Linked DNA regions of Canis lupus: region 1 is linked to region 2. Evidence: chromatin contacts called from public Hi-C data. All regions are on one chromosome and are shown on one strand. The core of a region is the stretch at or near the end of the contact, and the rest is flanking DNA. Distances in the headings are between cores, read along the strand shown. Region 1 overlaps SAMD4A (protein Smaug homolog 1). Region 2 holds the start of SAMD4A (protein Smaug homolog 1).

Evidence for each region. Hi-C and Micro-C count contacts between places; a contact is called where the count stands out from the background.
Region 1: a Hi-C map of blood shows a contact between it and region 2, with 6 times the contacts expected there. The contact joins the enhancer-like site here to the promoter of SAMD4A in region 2. A contact is called at or near these places in 2 of 9 Hi-C or Micro-C datasets (blood and liver).

Annotation. Positions count from the first base shown.
Region 1 is chr8:30,913,643-30,920,904 of UU_Cfam_GSD_1.0, forward strand. The region is part of intron 3 of SAMD4A (protein Smaug homolog 1); the gene reads left to right. Among named protein-coding and RNA genes, the nearest start is that of SAMD4A, 140 kb to the left of the region's middle. Within about 2 kb of position 4,344, at least 2 of the 20 cell types and tissues checked have an H3K27ac peak or open chromatin away from gene starts, as enhancers often do. A contact at or near this core is called in blood, where this site is marked.
Region 2 is chr8:30,776,433-30,783,785 of UU_Cfam_GSD_1.0, forward strand. SAMD4A (protein Smaug homolog 1) reads left to right here and starts at 2,062. Exons shown (of 12, transcript XM_038544762.1): 1 at 2,062-2,157; 2 at 3,461-4,090. The coding sequence starts at 3,895.

The DNA of each region.
Region 1 (7,262 bases), core at 3,094-5,593, 140 kb after region 2:
TTTTTGCGTGGCTTATTTTACCAACTAGGTCCCAATACTAACAGACTTTTAATAACACACTGTGATCGTGATTGTGGAGGTGGTTATATGAATTTATTCCTGTGAAAAAATGCACTAAGATTGCACACAAATTTGTAATGGTACCCCTCCGTACCACCCCAAAAATCTGTGTACAAAGCTGCTGAGTCAGGTCTATAGTCTCGTTAATGTTGATTTCCTGGTTTTGATAATACACTATAGTTGGATAAAATGTCACCTTGTGGGGAGTCAGGAAAGATGGGTACATGAGACCTCTCTATGTAGTATTTTTGCAATTTCTTGTTAAATCTATAGTTATTTCAAAATTAAAAGTTAAAAAAACTACTGAGGCACCCAGTGCCTGGATGTTGCTTGGGCTTTGGCCTTCCAGGAGCATGAAGGGTCTGTCCATTTTTGGGAACGATGGTTGCTAGGCCCCATAAAGCCAACACCTGGAAAAAAAACTACTCCAGCAGGCAAGGTGAGGAGTGAGGGTGATGTAGATCTCAGGGAAAGTGATTCCTTTGGGAACCCCTGATCAGCCACTGGGAAAAACCCCTCCAAGTCCATTGATTGACTGCTTCTGCCAGGGTCAGCTGCTTCAGAGATACCTGTTTGGTTCGAGGAATGCTTTGCCCTTTGCCCTTCACATTTTCTTACAAGACCAGCAGCCACTTTAAGCTATTCTAGTCAGCTTGCAAAAAATGATCAGAACCCAGATATTCAAGGGAAGGCGAGACACCACACAGCTTTATGTAGGCCTGACAAGAAGAGAGGTCTTGCGTGTGGCCTCTTGGAAACTGAAAAGGGCAAGGGATGCCTGGGTGGCTCAGTGGTTGAGCATCTGCCTTTGGCTCAAGTCATGATCCTGGGGTCCTGTGATCGAATCCCACATCAGGCTCCCCAAGGGGAGCCTGCTTCTCCCTCTGCCTGTGTCTCTGCCTCTGTGTGTGTGTGTGTCTGTGTCTCTCGTGAATAAATAATAAAGAAATCTTTCAAAAGAAAGAAAGGACATGGCCTACAGATCCTGATTCTTTTTCACAGGCTACAGGTCTTCCCCGTCCTAAACCACTAATGTCATATAAATAAATCTTCATGGAATTATTTTGTCTTTTACCAACATACTTTCTGGTTGGAAAATTTCTTCCTCCCCCAAACCTAGCCAACCTGGCATGTAACTGAAAAATTCCATTATTTCCTTAACCCCTCATTTGCTCTTCAAAGAGGTAACTCTAGTTGCTGTGCTTCCTTGGAGAAGCATTTATAACAGCTGGCATGATATATTTTTAGCTTCAGCTTCCTTTCCCTTCAGAGGAAACTTTTTTAAGCATGACACTGGCCTTCCTGATACTACAGTGTGAAGGTGGCTTGGTGAGATCTCAGAGGACCTGGTATTGTCACTACCTAATCATCCCCTTCGACGAGTCCAGAGGTTTTACAGGACTGCTCTTCCTTACCATGCTTCATGTTTATTTTCTGGGGCAATAGTCAGAAAAACACTATAGTAAGCAAGAAGTCTGCTCGTTTATTGTGAGTCAGCAGAGATCCCACTGCTTGGGAAAAGTCAAAGGTTTTCATGGACTCCATATGCCTTGGGTCATGAGGCTGGGCCATCCGCCTCCTATCCAGGAGGATTTTCCTTAGACTCTAATTACAGTGAGGGTTATCAAGTGCTAGGTGAACTACAGAGGGAGGCAGTTGTGTTCTAATTCTCTACTGTAATTCAAAAATAGGATGGATTCAGGTTGGAATAAATGACTGAGACTGGACTAGCCTGCAAGAGGGAGGGAAGGAGGAAGAGATGAACAGCATGGCTTCTTTAAGACTTTCTTGAGGCCTGTAGTCTTATGATTTCTATTATTTCACAAGATTTAAAGTCATAGTCTAACAGTGGCTGCTCCATCAAAAAAAAAATTGGACAAGAAAACTTTTAATCTTGCACTTACTTTTTTTTATCTTTTCTCACTTTTAAGATTTCCAGGGACAAACTCAGGTTACACTGAAGAAAGATGTACCATGAATGTTGCTTAAATACACACAGACACACACACACACATACACACACATCTTTGACATCTTTAATATCAAGCAAATTAAACCCTTTAATTTCATGGTTTTAAGTGAGGGTAAATCTCAGTGGCAGTGCCTACTGGCAATTTGGGGTATATTTTCTGACTCATAAACACTGTGCATATCATCCTGCCTCCCCCATTCTCAGTATTCTACTAGGTAAAAGAAAAAAAATGGTATCTGAGTACAGGAAATCTCAGGTATAAGTCAGTTAAGAGAAGGAGATGGAGATGCAAGGAAGACGGGGTTCCAAAATCTGGAAAATGCTATATAGAGTTTTTGTGGATTGGAGAAAGGCCGAAACTCCTAACATACCCTAGAGTAATCATTCTTTGCCAAAAGTCTGGACCATTTCCATAGACGAGTTCCATGGCTAGAATTAGAGGAGCCAATGAGAGCACAGGGTTTGCTTTAGAGATTTGTTTCACAGCCAGCCTTGCTGAGATGCATCCTTTCAGAAAGGCCCAGCAAATCCATATGGAGCTAAAAGATTCATAACAGATTATTTTATACTTCAGTCTTCTCTGCACAGGAAAATGTTGCTGTGCAAAGGGAATTATAAGGCTAAGCAGCATGTTAGATATTCAAGTTTAGGGTATAAATGATAAGGCAGTGTCTGTCAAGATCAAGAATGGGGCTTCAAAGTCAGATGTTTGGTTTTCACTTGCAGCTCCTCCAATGACTAGGTATGTGGTGATGGCCAAGTTTTTTGGCCTTGATAGCTCCTGTCTTCATCTGTGAAATGGGAATAAATTTCAGTAAGAGACCTCTTAAATGAATTGATCAGGATTGGTAGTTGATGTGTTGATTGTAATAGCTGTTTAAAACAGGGAATCATTTTTTAAAAAAGGAATAAGACTGTAAATATTAACTTGAAGTGTGGATACATACATTCATCTGCTGTTTTTGTATAGAGTAATGGACCTTTCTTTGAGGATAGGTTCCTGACTGTGGCTGCTCTTTGTCTTTCCTGCATAATTCACACCCATGATGCATTATTGTCTGTGATATCTTCAAAATGGAAGCAAGAATTTGAAGACATTTGCGAAAAAACAATCAGTTGTTTCTGGATGGTGGTTTTTTTTATTTTTTTTTATCATTTAGCTTATAGTTTTCTCGGTGAATTCAACAGTAGATTTTTAAGCGAAACAATGACTATTTCTAAAGCATGTAACAAAGTTTTGTGCAATTAACTCTTATAATTCATATGTCATCATTTGTATACTTTTTAAATGACATTATTACAATAAGTACAACTGGCATAAACAGGTTTAGGAACAAGGTTCAGTGGATTCTTGGTACACCTGCAGGTTCTAGGGTGGGAGCAGAAGTGCACAATTTAAGATTTGAGGAGTTGATGTATCGGGGACATCAGGAAGTAGGCTAAAGGGAAAATACTGATTGGTCTAGCAAGTTGGTTAAATGAAAATGAGTTGAGAGCTACTTAGGGTTGTTGTGAGGATTTAATGAGAAATGTATGTAAAGTGATTGCCAGTAGGAGATGCTCAACAAAAAAATAGCCCTTATTATTATTATTTCTGCCCTGGTTGCTAATGTGGATACAGTAAGGGTTGCTACTTTTCTCCAGGCTAGGCCTTGCAGTAAATGAGGATGGAATAGGCTCCCTAGGGCAGCCCTATGACAAAGCTCTTCCTATATGCTAAATTGAAATCAAGATGCTTTGACTCAGCTCCATAAAGAGCTGGCCTTCCACAAATATCAGTATTCCCATAAGAATTGTTCCAGTGATGTATCTTACTAACTGACTTAAAATGGACCAGAAAAAAGAAAAAGTAAAGAGTAAGGTAAAAAAAAAATTGGTTGTTGCTTCCTTGGGATCCATTGCTAACAGGAATAATTTTTTTAATCAGTGATAAATGTAAGGCTATTATTCAAATTTATAAAAATGATCCTTAAGGAAAAGAATTGGATTTGTGAGAGACACATGAGGCCACACACATAGATACAAGCCAGGAAAGTATGGCTAGTCCCAAGAGTTTAAACCGTCTGGAAGAAAAAGAATGTGCCATAGTGAAAAGAGCAGCAGGTTAGGGAAGTCACCTCACTTAAGAGTGTGTGATCTCGCACTGTTGGGTACTCCCATATCTTCACAAAGACACCAGGTTGGATGACCCCTAAGAACCCTTGTTAGTTCTTTCATCCTATGCTTCTAAGGTAGAAGCTGATGAGTACACGTTGCTGTTACATTGAGGTGAGCAAGAGAAAGAGGATACTATGCCACCTAACGTGCTGGGCTGGTATAAGAGCATCGGGGCCTGCCTGCCAAAGCCAGGGGGAGGTTCCCCGGCTATACTCGGCATTAACTACACGCTTGGTGAGAACCTGATAACGATTTCAGTTCCTGTCATTGTTGAAAGAATGTGAACACCAGTAACTGCTACCTGGAGTGTGGAACTGAAAAGTCTGGCAGACAGGGGGTGCAGGAGAACTACTTTTTACTTTACCTTTTGAAGTGAGTATCCTGTTCATGCCATGTATCACCTATTAAAAATAAAAAAAGATATAAAATGAAAAGGATAATGAAGATGTTGGTGAAGAAAAAGGGAAAAAAGATCTCCTAAAAGAAAAGGCAGGGTAATTTAGCCTGGAGTTGTAAGGCCAGATAGGGAGTGAGTTGATCATTTAGAAGGATATTAAAGTGTGTTAATAGGAAAGGCACAAAAAAAAAAAAAAAGGAAAGGCACTATCATGAGTTCCTTGGTCTCTGCCATATAGAAGGAAAAGACGATTGGCAACAATTCTAGCTAAAGATCTTGGTGATGATGAGACCCCAGAGCACATTACGATTACAAATGTGGGTTTGCTATCCTATCTGGGTTAGAGAGAACACATCAGAGGATCGACGGGTTCAGTTGCATGGCACCTGCATCACAGGCCACCTGAGAGCCACTCTTGCTTTGTGATTGTGGCATCGTCTTGATGAGATTCTTTGGGGGAGAAAAGTGGACTGTTTGAAGATTCTTTGTTTTCAGAGATCTGGTAAACATTTGGCATATTACTGGTCTTATTCCTGTGCCGTTAAGTCAAATATTTCCACAATGGAAGTGGGCATGTTACACTTTGGGGCTCCGCATCCAAAGCTATTACCCATTTTGTATTAACACACACACACACACACACACACACACACACCCCAACAACTTTTGCAATACCTAAGTCAAAATAAAATTAGACATGTCTCTCTCAGTGCCAGTTCTTGAGGAGCAGTCTCTGAGTGGCATCAGTGGATGGCGACAGCACCTGACACTATCTCACAGAGCCCAGAAGTTCAGCTTCTCAGCAAAAGAGGGATAGTGGTGGCAAGGATTAAGACACTGAGCATACTCTTGTAATCTATCACTAGTATCAGAGTGAAGCATAAGGGAGAGAACATACCATATAGACAAGTCTCATTTACAAGGTGGGTATATTCTTCAAAGTTGCCTGAAATGACCTTTATTTGAATCAAATCATTTTTCCATCGACTAAAACCATGATTTGGGGTATACATTATCTTGGTTTCTAATTAATCTTAATTGGCAGGAACTCTTAAGATCAGGTTAAAGTCCTCAGTTCCTGTGATTTTTCTATCAAAGTTAATAATCTATAAGTATTTTAAGATAACAAATTACTGAAAGGATTTTATGGGGCGATTTTTTTATTTTTTTGGCATTGTGTATAATAGTCCTCTAGTCAACTGGAATTCTTTAGGTGACTTTTTTTTTGTTTTGGTTTGCTGTCTCTAACAAGTCACATTTGTATGCTGTTGGATGGGGGGCAAGGGGTGCCCACCTGGGCTAAATCCCACCTGGGCTGCATTTCTAAATGCAGAGAGTGCAGTCTTTCCCAATTCTTTAAGGAACTAGAGACAGAGCTTGCTGAGGAGTGATGTTGACAGAAGGGCTTGGCTAGAATAACGCCTGAGTCTGTATCCACTGGGTGCAGTGGGAGTACATTCAAGACTGCGGCATGCCTGGGAAGTTGGAAGAGTTGGGGATAGTCATTAGGCCTCAGGGAACTAGGCTGTGAGGAAGGGAATTATTCACATATGTTCGTCATTATCCAAGAAATTATTCTGTGCCTGTGATATTGTTTTTAACTGCTAGGTTTAGCCAGATAATTTAAATATCCCAACTGAATGTTCTATATTACTCTAAAAGCCAGAGCTCACTGTAAATATAATAATGGCATCTTTGGGTAAAAATGACCACATGTGTGCATTTGTTGACTTTTGGCATCGTAGCTCCAAATCCCAAAGTGCTGTGTGCTCAACTTCAAAGTCAGGGTTTTGGTTCCTCAAAGTGTCTCTACTTGGGGTGTGAGCTGAGAATGTGATTAAGGCTAGCCAGTCCCTAAGGCTGGATCTGAGCTGCAGATCCTAAACTCAAGGTAGTTTGGGTGCACAGCTCACTGTTGTTAAGGAATAAGAGTTGTCAATACTCGGAGAGGGTAGAAGCCTTGGAAGCAAATGATGTGTTGCTTGAAGGTTTTCTTTTCAATCTATGAAATTTGTGAAAAAGAATTGGAAGCTTTGTATGGTCACAGTCCTTTCCCTAATTTTCTGTGGGTGATATCTCTCTCTCTCTCTCTCTCTCTCTCTCTCTCTCTTGCTAGAGACAGCTGCATAATTTTTATCTGCTTTTAGAGTTATTCTCTTGCTCCTCTTCCCCCCACTCAATCTGTATGCAGTTCCGAGAGCAGGCTAATTATGGGGTACTGGAGAAGCAGTTGCTCAGAGAAAAAGCTATCTTTGAGCATTCAACTGGGACGGCTTGATGCCGAGGTCACACTCGTGACCCTCTCTTCATTCACGTCCACGCGTCTGCATGGGAACTGCCTTCCATCCTTGTGCAATTGCAAGAACAAACTTTTTAGAAAGGTCAACACAAGAAATAAGTGCTTGCTCTGAAATGACAGAGCGAGCAGATTTCATGTTTACCTCCTGAGTCTTCACTCTGGAAAGATGGCCACAAAGTGGCCAAGAGAAAAGAGAAGTTTCTTTCTTTAACCAAGGAGTTGGATTTTTGGCTGCCCTTGCAGTGGCTTAGGAGCAAGATGCTTTATCCACTCAGGGGTCAAACTCTCAAACTGGTATGACTCCAAGCAAAGGGGCTGCTAAAATTCCTTGACCCAGGAGATTGCTTTTGGTTGCAGGTTGGTGTTTATTCAACTGC
Region 2 (7,353 bases), core at 812-3,311:
CCAGGGTAGACCCTTTAACCCTCCTCCCCATTTCCTGATAGGAGTTATTACTTAGGACTGGCTAATTGATAGTAATGTCTTGGAGCAAATGATGTCAAGATCTTTCTGCCTCTATAATAATAAAAAGAAAAAAAAATCCTCCCCACTGTCTTTAGAATTCTCTATTTCAAAAAAAAAAAAAAAAAAGAATTCTCTATTTCAGGGAAAACATTCATTAAATCATGCAGATACCTTTCCTGGTTGATAATGGACTTAAAAATTATTCACATACCCTATTTTAATGGTAACACCTAAGCTTTTACAGCTCCACAAGACCTTTCACTACCCCCAACAGACAGGTGCTCTCACACGTCTGACACCTAGTAAACGGTGCAGAAACTAGATTTGAGGAAGGAAAGCAGAATTGAAATTCCAGGGACATACGCTGGAGTTGAAAAACGGAAATGTTCATTACTGGAATAATATCTCAAATACTTTATGTACAAAAATATTGTGTTAGCGAGAGTAGGGAAGGCTGAGTCTGAAGCACGCATTTCACTGATTTCTCAGAAGTACTCTTTTATAAACAAAGCTTCAAGTTACTGGAGAAAATGTTCAAGGGCTCAGTGTTTCACTGAAAACACGGAACTGGCCGGATTTGGCATTCAAGTCCACCCGTGAATATTCACCTGATAATAGCAGGTACAGTGATTTTTAGGTTTTAGGGGATTTTTAACCAATCCTTCTTTTTTTTTTTTTTTTTTTTTAAGATTTTATGTATTTATTCATGAGAGACACACAGAGAGAGGCTGGGACACAGGCACAGGAAAGCCTGATTTAGGACTGGATCCCAGGACCCTGGGATCACGACCCTCTGAGCCAAAGGCAGATGCTCAACCACGGAGCCGCCCAGGCGCCCCTAATCCTGTACTTTTGAGACTAGCTGGCAGCACTTTTCCGGCTCACCTTATGCCTCTCCCAGCCCACCCTACGCCGCACGCCCCTATTCTCTTGCGCGCACGTGGACCGCCGACCCCCGCCCGGCCTCGCGCACTGTGCAGGCCCAGGTGAACTGGCGAGCGGGGCGACTCAGACGAGCCGACAGGTGGCCTCGCTCGCCTTGCGGCCGCCCGGGGCGGCGCTCTTCCCCAGCCGGGCCCGCCGCCACCGCCCGCGCGCCAGGCCGAGCTCCCAGGCTGGCCCTAGTAGTCGGGCTGCCTCCCCAGGGGAGAGCGAGGCCCGAGAGGGGCGCCGGGTCGCCCGCGAGGCCGCCCACAAGAGCAAAGGGCGGCCAAGGCCAGAGCCAGGTGAGGGGTGATCAGGCCGGGCGCTCTTCGCACCCCTCGGGCCAGCGCCACCCCGGGCCCGGCACCCACGCACGTCCAGCTCTGTGAACCGCCCCTCGGCTGCCTCCGCCCTTTGCTCCGCGATCCCGGGGACCCGCCCACGCCCCCAGCAGCCGTGACCCCGGGTCTCCGCCGCCCGCGGGCCAAGCCGATCGGCCGTCCCCGGGCCCCAGGAGTCGGCGAACCGCATTCCCAAGGACGCGCAGCCGGGGGCAGCGCCGCCCCCTCCCCGGCGCCCTTCGGGTCCTCTGCTGCCAACGCTCCCGCGGCTGCAGGGCCCCGACTCTCCAGAAGTCCCTGGAGGCCAGGGGAAGAATCCACTCGGACCCCTCCCCTTCTCCAAACTTCTTCCCTGTGCGGGGCGGTCCTTCCAGCCCGACCCTCTGCGCCATCCGGCTCCTCCCTCTCCGCTCCCCTCCCCTCCTCCGGTCCCCACTTAGGAATCCGCCCCCCCACCCCCGTCGCCGGCCGGGTCCGGGGATCCTCCCCCCGGCTCCCCCCGCGTGCCGCCGCCGCCGCCGCCGCCGCCGCCCGGGTTCCTCTCCCCCCTCTCGGGCGCTCCCTGCCAAGCCCATGATGTAATGGTGTATGTTAATCAGTAGCATGTGGGGAGCTCCGGCTCCGGCGGCTCAGTCCTCCGCGAGCCGACACTGGGGGCAGCAGCAGCGGCGGCGGCGGCGGCCCGGACCCGCAGCGCCGCACTCTCTCAGCGCCGCCCGCCCCGACGGCATGGCCCGCGGCCCGCGCCCCGGGCGCCCGCAGCCTCGCTGAGAGCCGCCGCGGCCCCGACCCACGCGTCGGGCCCCGAGCCGCCGGGATGAGCCGCGCCGAGGTGAGCGCCCCCAGCCTTCCGACCTCGGGAGGGTCCCGGGGTCCCCTTCCCGAGAGACTTCCCCCTCTGCTCGGGAACTTTTGGGAGGCGGGAGGCGGGAGGCGCGAGGCGGGAGGCGCGAGGCGCGAGGCGGGATGCTGGCTGCCAGCGGCCCCTCGAGGGCTGAGCCGCCGGGCTCTTCGCCCCGCAGCCCGCGGCCCCCCGGACAGGCGTACGAGGGGGGAGCCCCCGAAGCCGAACTTTCTTCTTTGCGGTCGTTGGGGGGCGTGTGCGGGCGGCGCGGAGCCGCAGTGTCCGCGGAGCCGCCCTGCCCGCCGGGGGAAGCAGGGCTCCGGGCTCCGGCCGTCCCCGCGCTCGGCGCGCGCCCGGGGCCGTGCAGCCTTCGGCCTGGGAAGCGCGGGCGAGACGCTGGGCCGGCGGGACCCGCCCGTAGGCGGTGGCAGCCGGGGCGGAATGCCTAAAGCACACACGCTCGTACACACAGACGCGCACGCACGCACACATCTGATCGCTCTGGGCGAAGCAGGCCCTCGGAGACCGCCCGGGTGGGCTGGCGCGGCGCGGCGCGGCGGGGCGCGGGGGAACCGGGGCTCCGCTGCGCCTCCGCCCGCTGGGCGCGGAGCTTTGGGTGGGGAGTTTATTTTTGTCTCGAGCTGCTGCCGCGGCTGCTCACGGCCTAAATCCAGAGGGGCGCCTGGCGGTGGAGATGCTGGCTGTTGCTGTAGATGGAGCTGCAGCCGCTCGGCTGCTTCTCCAGGAGGTGGAGGAGGAGGAAGAGAGGAGGAGGAGGAGGTGGTAGAGGAGGTAGAGAACGAGGAGGAGGAGGAGGAGGAGGAGGTGGGCAGAGGAGGAGGTATAGGAGGAGGAGGAGGAGGAGGAGGAAGGAACTCGGGCTGCTGCTGCCTCCGCCTCTGTTTTGCATTAGCCCCCACCCCCACCCCCGCGCCCCTTCGCAGCCGCATTGCAAGTTTTCCGCGCGAGGAAGATCTGTTGCTGGTGCTGGCGTTTGCAGGCTCAGCCCTCGAGGCCACCCCGGGTGGGGTGTGTGGGGAGCACCAGCCGTTCGCAGAGGCAGCAACAGGAAGCCGTGGGGTCTCCTCCCGCACCTGGGAAGGAGGTTCCTGGCCGTTCCCAGCACGGCAGTAGCTCCTCTCGCGCATCCGGGTGCGGAGGGGGCTGCCGGAATCTGGGGAACCAAACCCCCCGCGGGGCGCCCCCCCCCCCCGCCCCCTGTGATGCACTCGTTTCCCGGGCGCGCTCTCTCGCTGGCCGAGGTCTCACTGCAGCCTTTCTCTCCTTCCAGTGGTGATCGCCGCTCGGGAATGCGGGTGTGAAGGGTCCGAGCTGCCGCCCAGCGGGGAAGAGACCCCGGGACGCCGGAAATCACCATCCCGAAGCTGCGCGAAGGGGGGGAAAGAGCATTCTTTCAGTTTGTGTGCCTTGTGGGGAAATTTTTTTTTTTAATCGTTATTTTTTTTTTTTTGAAAAAGAAACATTTCCGTGCTACTGTCTGTCATCATCTCTGGGGAAATCAGCCAGAACCGCCGGAACGTAACTGCAACCAGACGAGAGAGGCAGGAGCCGAGGCAGTACCTGCAGCGTCCGGGCACCAGAGCCACCTTGGAACGGGAACGCGTCTCCGGCGGCCGTGGGGCTGCGGCTCCGCCAAACTTTGGGGCGGGCGGGGCGGGCTGGGGCGCCGAGGGGGCTTCGTAGACCGAGGGCCGCCCCCTAACCATGATGTTTCGCGACCAGGTCGGGGTGCTGGCGGGCTGGTTTAAGGGCTGGAACGAGTGCGAGCAGACTGTTGCGCTGCTGTCGCTGCTGAAGCGCGTGAGCCAGACCCAGGCCCGCTTCCTCCAGCTCTGCCTGGAGCACTCGCTGGCCGACTGCGCCGAGCTGCACGTCCTGGAAGGCGAGGCCAACAGCCCCGGTAAGTGCGCGGCCACCGCTGTCCCGCCTGGTCCCCCCGGCCTCCCTCCCCCACCCGGTCCTGCCGCCCAGCCTCGGGCCTGGGCCCCGCCCCCGGGCTCCTGCCGGCGGGTGCGCGGAGGGCGCGAGCCCCGGGGCCCTGGGCCGCCGCCCCCCCGCCCCCCCCCCCCCCCGCCGGTCCCTGCCGCCCACTTACCTCCGCTGGCCGCTTTGGTGTTTTGCCTACTGTCAACTCCTTCAGCCCATTCCGTGTGGTAGCCACGGTAGCATGAATGATTGATTTTTCTCTCATGCAGTTTCCTGGGAAATAAGTAAGTCAGGTCACGTAGAGTCTGGATTTTCTGGGCTTTTTTTTTTTTACCCCCCTTCTCATTCTTTTTCTTTTGGGCAACGTGGCTCTCTGGATTTCAGCAACACATGAAGAAGCCGGACTGCCCTTCAGAAAGCCAAGCTTTGATTAGGCTGTATGAGGAATACATGGAAATTCAATGTTATTATTCCTTTTCCCCCATGGATATTCCAGTTTTAGAGCCCTGTCTTCAGACCAATATGCAGGTGACGCTACAGACTATTCAAATGATATTTGCAGTTTGTATACTGTGGGGTTATACTTATCCTTCAGGGCCTTCTGGTATTGATAGGAATGAATCTTGTAGAAAGGATCTTACAGGAAGGGTCTCGGTGGAAAGCAGGCATGAACCAGGGCCCTTAATGCTTTCTGTTGGAAAACTTTACTGAATATAACAGAATTGTGTCATATTACTCTGCTAGCATTTACAGACATCTCAACTAGTATAGAAAGTGAATATACAGGGAAGGTTCAGCAGTTTTCTATTTGCTAGCATGGGTGGTGACAGACAGAAATTATATCCCCGGGTGGGGAGGTGTGGGGTAAGGAAATGGGATGGAGAAAGGTCTGTTGGTTGTAATTTTGGATAGGGGAAATTCTTCAGCTCATGCTGCAGCAGGAGGGTGAACAGAGCCCCCAGTGTTTACGCAGAGAAAAGAATGCAGGGTCCTCTTCCAGCTGTTCCATGTTAAAGCCGCCAGCCTGCAAGACTCAGCAGAGGTCTGGGCTGCCATTTGATGACAAGGTCCAGTCCAGGGCAGCCGGGCCTGGGAGAAACTAAAGTGAGTGAGCGTGCTGTCAGGGCAGCAAGAGGAGAGCTGGCCTCCCTCCTTACTCCTCCTCCCTGATGTGGTGCTCATGAGGCTGAAAACCCTTGGATGGGATGTTTCCATATATAGAATCATAGGCTGGAAGTCAGCCGGGAAATCCTCACAGCTCTTTTCCTGACCACTCAGGGCTGCACCCAGAGGTCCCTGTGCTGCCAGGTGTGGAAGGCCACACTGAGAGAGATCACACAGGCCCCACTGGGATTCAGCCCCGAGCCCAGACAGCCCACCCTGTTACTCACAAGGGTGGCAGAGGCAGGGCCCCTTCTGTTCAGTTTAGTTCCACATTTATAAATAGCCTAAGGGCCAGCCTCCTTCATAAGGGTGTAGGAGCATAACTAGGAAAACCGATGATCTACTCTCTTGACTTCTGTCCTTGATATGACAGGGTTGCCTGGTTCACCTGCTTGATATTTGTTTTCTCAAGGTTGGACAAACAAGGTTATGTAAACTTTCGTGTGTTATAGAATGCAGACGATTTAAGTATAGTAATTGATGTTGAATGCTTGACTTCAGTGCCTGTAGAGACTATTTCAAATACTGATAATGAATCTTTAGGTTACTCAAATGTTAGAGCAACATTTTTTGCCCTCTGAGTTAAAAGAGACTTTTTCTCCACATAGCATCAGTTCAGCAAGTGAAAGCATTAAATGTGTGGTGTAAAAAGTAGTTGCTTACTCTAAAAAATCTTGTCATTTATAAACTCAAGAAAAATATGAACTTCTCTGAGTTTTTATAAGTCATTTGGTAATCTCCCCCCACCCCCAATTTTATTTTACTGCACTTACTTGTGAAAACCTACCTGTTCATGCTGCCAAGTGCTATAGAGGTACAAAATCTAGAGCCATTACGTAAGACAGGGACTGTTTTCCGGTTTCTGAATTAATCTTTCAACCTGGAGATTTTGCTTCCTTGGAAACCTTTGCACTTGTTTTGTTGTGTGGCCAGGACAGAAATTCATTAGGAAGGTTGTGTGATGGTTCCATATACTTCTCTATGGGGATCATATAGAGCATCAGGATTTGTCATGGTATATCCATGTCTGGAGTGTGGCGCTCTCACATATCTGGAACCTAGCCAAGAACCAGGAAAGGGGCATAAATGCCCACTCAGCAACCAGAATAGATGACATGAAGTATGAGAGAATACTTCAAACCCTTTCTTAGAACATATTTTTATTTTATTATTTTTTAACATTTTTATTTTAGACAACAACCCTAACGACTTTTTTTAATGTGAAAAGTAATCCATAGCATATTAGGGGTAGCACATTGAGAATGGGATGTGGGCAGCTGTAACCAGCAGTGCAAAGTGACCCTAGAGAGCTTGGCAGCTGGGAAAAATAGAGACGTTATAACTTAAGACACAGGAATTGGGAACAGAAGCCCTGAAGGTTTGGGAATGTGAGAGTAGGAACCCTCAATTGATCTTGCAGGCATTACTCTGTAATAATGTAAATCAGTAATTACTGTTTACTGTGAATGAGAGTGAACTACCAGAAATGGTACGTTTTTAAATACGCTTTTTGAGAAGAGAGGGAAATATGCCATAAACTTTGAAAATATTGACACTCAAGATAATTAACCTCCAAGGCTGTTTTGGTGTGTAAGGCTCATACCCATTCAGAAAACTAGGTTGTGTAGAATGACTCATTCATTGGCTGGCTGAGGTTTCCTATACCAAAATCATCATGTCTCACTTACTTTACTTTGTAATCATCAATTAAAAAAACACATATTTCTTCTGGTGTTGAGAGATTTTAAACCTTGGTGAATGGGAACCAAATTCATATCTGAGGCATGATCTCAGTATAATAAAAAATTTAATTAGTCATAGAATGAACTTGGTTCTGATTTCTCCAGGACTGACTTTAAATAGAGATAATTTTTCACATCAGACATGGTTTGTTTGGAGATCTGTGGGATGTATTTTGACGCTAACTTTTTAGTCTCTTAAATTTAGAATTTGTTTTTGTTTTTGTTTTTTTCTTAAATTTAGAATTTGTTGAGAAGTTAGTGATTCACTGGTTTATCCTTTGCCTCGGGTTCATGGTCATCTGAGATCCAAAAAAATGGTTGAGCCAATCCC